Linked DNA regions of Mus musculus: region 2 is linked to region 1. A link is a contact called in public HiChIP or PLAC-seq data. All regions are on one chromosome and are shown on one strand. Each heading gives the region's core, a stretch centred on a gene start, on an enhancer-like site or on the middle of the called end of the contact. The rest is flanking DNA. Distances are from core to core; before and after follow the strand shown.

Evidence for each region. HiChIP or PLAC-seq counts read pairs in DNA pulled down with a chosen protein or histone mark.
Region 2: an H3K27ac HiChIP or PLAC-seq map of embryonic stem cells shows a contact between it and region 1, with 7 read pairs. The contact joins two enhancer-like sites. A contact is called at or near these places in 8 of 39 promoter capture datasets (the 3T3-L1 cell line, the C10 cell line, cranial neural crest and 4 more), 4 of 484 Hi-C or Micro-C datasets (bone marrow-derived macrophages, embryonic stem cells, myocytes and 1 more), 7 of 115 datasets of contacts at active chromatin or transcription factors (bone marrow-derived macrophages, embryonic hindbrain, embryonic stem cells and 3 more) and 1 of 9 other capture datasets (embryonic stem cells).

What each region holds. Positions count from the first base shown.
Region 1 is chr4:149,751,186-149,753,885 of GRCm38.p6, reverse strand. Slc25a33 (solute carrier family 25, member 33) reads left to right here. Exons shown (of 7, transcript NM_027460.2): 4 at 1-87; 5 at 1,416-1,482. Among named protein-coding and RNA genes, the nearest start is that of Tmem201, 14 kb to the right of the region's middle. Within about 2 kb of position 1,290, at least 16 of the 459 cell types and tissues checked have an H3K27ac peak or open chromatin away from gene starts, as enhancers often do. A contact at or near this core is called in embryonic stem cells, where this site is marked.
Region 2 is chr4:150,040,242-150,042,941 of GRCm38.p6, reverse strand. All of the region lies in intron 5 of Gm13067 (a long non-coding RNA gene), which reads right to left. Among named protein-coding and RNA genes, the nearest start is that of Gm13067, 12 kb to the right of the region's middle. Within about 2 kb of position 1,426, at least 19 of the 459 cell types and tissues checked have an H3K27ac peak or open chromatin away from gene starts, as enhancers often do. A contact at or near this core is called in embryonic stem cells, where this site is marked.

The sequences.
Region 1 (2,700 bases), core at 41-2,540:
CATGTTATTCCAAAGCCAAAGAGCAATTCAATGGCATCTTCGTGCCTAATAGCAATACTGTGCACATTCTCTCAGCTGGCTCTGCAGGTATGTTCCCTAGCAAGTGTTGTTTCGTTTTGCTTTCTTTTTTTTTTTTTTCTTTCCAGGAATTAGATGTTAACTCCCTGCCTCTTTTGACCCTAAAACCATTTTTAAAGCTTTGTATTGGAGTTTGTAGAACATGACTATTAGCAGTTTATAAACAAATTTTACTTTTCTGTTCTTCATCTTCCTGATTTCCCTATTGAGTTGTAATGTGGAGTGAGAGCTGCTTTCTTTCTGATTCCCCAAGGTATCTGGGGTGCATCTGCCCTGCACAGCTCACTTGCACAGCAAGAATCAGGGTTTTATGTGTTGTGTGGTACTTGAGGCTGTACCTAAGGCCTTATGCCTCCAGATGGTCTGTTTTCTTCTGAGGAAGTCCGCACTGCAGAGCTCAGGGCAGGGCTTGCCCCAGGGAGTGTTTGTGAGAAAGCACTGGCTCCTAAATTGCTAGGAGAAGCCTCTGCCCTTCTTCATAGAGGCTTCTGTCCATTTGAATCTAACAGAATTTTTAGAGAATTTAGATTAGCATTTTAGAATTTCTTCCTTCTGTTAACAGCCTGCAACGTGTCCACACCAATTTCCTTTGTTACTCTCAATAAAATTACTAACCCAGGTTATGATCTTTAGTCAGAGAAAAGCAATATTAAGCAAACTTCTTAACACAAGAACAGTGATTCCCCTTAATACTGAGCCCCGAGAAGGACAGTGTACCATTCCAAATCAGATTGAGCCATGGTGAATTAGCCGTAATCCAGACCCTGTTAATCGGCTTTGTAATGCTTGTAAAATTAACCCAGAGGCACCCTGGGTAAAGGAAGCACACCTTGAAGGAGCTTTTCAAGCCAGTGCCCTCCAGTGCCCTCATTTAATATGTAGAGGACACTAGCTGTTAGAGGAGGGCTGAGCATTGAGGTTTGGGACTGATCCAATGTGTTAAAATGCTGCTGAAGGCATACCAAAATGATTCCTGTGGGCCAATGGGCTTTTAATGTTTTTGTCCTTAAATTTCCAAGTTTGAATTCAGGTAACGGAAGATTTAACATCCTTATTCAGGGTTAGCTATAAGTACTGATGAGCATGTTTAAAAACAAATTATCTCTGGATCTGCAGCTTCTAAGTTGGAATTTCAGATAGTTTTTGCCCTAGGATTGAAATGAACCGAAGTGATAGCACCACCTAGAGGCCAGAAGGACTGTGCTTGGCGGCGGCAGCTGTGGCGCGGACAGAGAGCAATTAACCCACTGCTTCTGCGCCCAGCCGTGCGGGCCACTGCATGGGGATTGCATTCGCAAACACTGGCTATATCAGTGATGACTGTTTTTTCCCTCCAGCTTTTGTCACAAATACCTTAATGAATCCTATTTGGATGGTTAAAACGAGGATGCAGCTAGAACGCAAGTAAGTGAACAGTCCCTTCAGTACCCGGAGTCGTCCTGCTGTGCTGTGGACGGGAAATAGGAGCCCTGTATGCATATGCAGAAATGTCATTTGAGATCTATCCTGACAGCATTGTGGGGGAGGAGCCCCAGAGAGCAAGGGAAGATGGACAGAAGGGCCTCTCCATGGTCCCAGCTTCCTTCCTGGGTGTTCCTCTCTGGGGCTCTTTGTGGAGCCCCACTGTCAGGAGGGATGCTGTAAACTCCGCAGAGGCCTGGCTGTCCAGCCAGGACACCAGCGAGGGCACTTTGGACCTAGTCCCCGATGTCTCTGGTGTCTGTCCTGAATCTAACCTGGAGTTCTTGTGTTCCTTGAGTATTCTGGTGGAACCTACAAAATGTTTGGACTTTGTTTTTTGTTGAGACAGGGTCTTGCTGTGTAGTTCAGGCTGCTTCAAATTTACAGTCTTGCTGTCTCAAGCCTCCCCAGGCCTAGGCCTATTACCCTTGTCTAGAGCCAGGTTTTAAGGAAATAGAAACCAATTGAAATGAATTCATCAAATTTTAAGAACTTGTGATACAGTAATAATGATTCTTTTATATGTAAATCAGATTTCTCAGCAGGCCAGCAACACCTGTGAATTTCCAAAGAACACCAAGTATACTAAATAATGCCTTTTAACGTTCTAATGAATGTGGCAGGAAAATGTTTCTATTTGTGTAAGACCACAGCTACTATTTCTGTGGGCTGTCACCCACACTCATACTTCTTGAAGGAATGCTAATTTCCAGTAGAAATTTGGGCTCTCCCAGGCTGTTTAAGGAACTGCTTGTATTGTGCTGTGTGGCCCAGCAATGTGAACCCTGGAAACACTAGCAGGCTCATCTTCCCTCCAGCTTCCTCTGAGGGAGAGGGAAAGGCTGAGGTATACGTGGAGGGTGAAGGAGGAACCTGCCTGGTTCATCGTCCTCTTGTGCCCATGATGAGGGTTTCCTGTCACCACAGTCCATCTGCCTTCTGAAGTGCTTGCTAGAATCCTATGACAAGGGTCAGTTACTTCCAGGGTAACTCTTAAGTTCTGGCCCAAGCATTGAGACAGTTCTTTGTAGTTTCCAAAAATGCTGTGTGTGTCCTACATGTCCATGTTCCTGAGTGTCCAGTCCCTTGCCCCTCTTAACTATTGTGCTTCAGGCTTCTGGCCAGCCTGGTCTCCTGGAAGCCTGTGGCCTCACCTCAGAG
Region 2 (2,700 bases), core at 177-2,676, 290 kb before region 1:
TCTGCAAGAAGTTCATGGTGGAGGCCAGGGCGTCCACCAATGGGGTCTACAGATCAGATAGCTCACTGGCCAGCAGCCATTCACCTTGCTGTGCTGACTCTGCCTTTCCCTGACCCCCAAGTCTGAGTGATTCTTGATTTCATGTCTAGTGGGTTAGGGAGGCAGCATTAAAGCTGCTTTCAAATCCTGGTGTGGTGGAATGTTCCTGTAATCCCAGGACATGAGACTCTGACACAGAAGGACCTTTAGTTCCAGGCCAGCCTGGGCTAAATAAGAAGACCCTGTCTCAAAAAACAAAACAAAACAAAACAAAACAGCACCACCACAGCCCATAGGCTGTGATACAACTTGGTGATTAAGCACCTGCTACCTAAATATGGGGTCCAGAGTTCAGATCCCAAGAATCCACCTAAAGGCTGCATGGACTTGTTGGCCCACCTGAAGTTCAGCCTTGGAAGGCAGAGACAAGAGACCTCCCGAGTAATCTGGGTAGCTAGACTGGCTGCACTGGTGAGCTCTGGGTTTGATTGAGAGGCCCTGCCTCATTGACGAAGGTGGAAAAGCCCTTGAGGGTGAATCCCAATGCCAGCCTCGGGGTCTCACATGCACATACACACACCTACGCTCATGGACACCCCACATACTTGTGCCTGCACATATGTAAATGTGTATACATACACACATACAGAGAGAGAGGCAGACAGACGAACACACACACACGCAAAGAATGGAAAAAGGAAGGAAGAAAAAAAAAACCCAAACAACAAATCCTATTTATATCTTGCCCATGTCTTGAGGGATCCCCCTATCAATCCATCCAGCCATTGGTTCGGAGCCTCTGATGTGGAGGGCTGACGGCACATTGATTCCTGGTCTTTGGAGCTCTGACTCCTGGTCTTTGCAGTTATCACCCTCAGGGCCCTCAGCAGTGCCTCCTGTCATTCACGGGTCTCTTCTGCGGGCTCCTCCTCTGCTTGCCTCTCTCTTCTAGCTGGAGGATACCAGGGCTTGGCCCTTACACTATTATTCTCTTCCCTAACATTCCTGTCTACTCAGGACTCCCAGTAACATTAACACCTGAAGTCACGCCCTATCCTCCAACTCAATTATCAGTGCAAAGTCCCAGGATGCGTAGAGGAACATCACACACAAAGCTAAGGTCCCAGCTGTACCCCACTTATTCATGGTACTTCTCTGGGGCCACCCCAGCTCTGAAGACAGCAACTTCCTCCTGCCAGGGCTCCAGATACTCACGTACCATAGGCTATCCCATCCAGCAGCCGAGCCTGCTGCCCCCACCCAAAGCACTCCGCCTCAGGACTCCTCTACCTTCCTGACACATGCGTTGTTTCTAATCTCCCAGTCACTCCACTGCTCTTGACTGTGTGACTGCCTGGTGTCCTACCTGGTGTCACTCGACCCTTGCTCACCAGAGTCCATGATCAACACAGAGTCAGGAGTGATTCATACAGGAGGGCAGCCCACATCATTCCTCTATGAAAGTCCTTCCTATGAGGCCTTGTCTTCCCAAGAGTCAAATGAACTTTCCCCTAACTCACTCTAAGCCTGCTTTCTTTTTTTCTTAAAAACAGAAGAAAAAATATTTTTTTGAGACATGGGTTTTTTTTCTTTTCTTTCTTTCTGTTTTCTTTCTTTCCTTCCTTCTTTTTTTCTTCTCTCTCTCTCTCTCTCTCTCTCTCTCTCTCTCTCTCTCTCTCTTTTGAGACAGGGTTTCTCTGTGTAGTCCTGGCTGTCCTGGAACTCACTCTGTAGACCAGGCTGGCCTTGAACTCAGAAATTCCACTGCCTCTGCCTCTGCCTCCCAAATGCTGGGATTAAAGGCATGTGCCACCACGCCCAGCCTGAAACATAGTTTCAAATGTCAGGTGGCTTCAGATTCACTGTGCAGCTCAGGATGGCCTTGAACTCCTGATCCTCCTGCCTCTGCCTCCCAAGAGCTGGGCTTACAAGACAGACATGTACTGGCAAGCCTAGTTTTCTTCCTTTCTCTCTTCCTCTCCTTTTACAAATAATTAATTAATTAACTGATTAATTACTTTATGTGGGGTGAGTGTGTGTGTGTATCTGTCTGTCTGTCAGAGGACAGGTTGGAAGTGTGTGGCAATCAGAGGACAGCTTTCGGGAGTCACTTCTCTCCTTCTACCCACTGAGCTGCTTCGTGGTGACCTTTGAAAGCTTCAACTTCCCTGAACCTCAGTTTTCTCATTTGTAATGTGAGCAATGGAAAACCTCACTCAGCCTTTTGTTCCACAATGTCTCGTCTTCCCTGAAGGGCAGCACACCTTGCCACAGGGGTAACCCTGGACACAGATCCTCCCTCCCTCCAGGGTCTCTGCATTGAGGAGAGAGTGATGGCCAGGGCAGCATAGTCAGCCAGTGACGGCCAGGGCAGCATAGTCACCCACATACATGCTCATTTATAAAGCCCACGTGTGGACATCAGAGGACTTGCAGAAGTCAGTTTTGTCCCTGAATCGTCTTGCTGGTCTCAGGTTTCCCTTTCCTTTCCACTTTGTTACATTTTGTTACATTGTTTTGTTTTGTTTGAGACAGGGCTTCTCTCTTTCGTTCTGACTGTCCTGCACCTGGAAATGTAGAACAGGCTGGGTCTGAACTCAATGAGATCCTCCTGCCTCTGCCTCCCAAGAGCCGGGACTAAAGGCCTATGCCACCCACCAC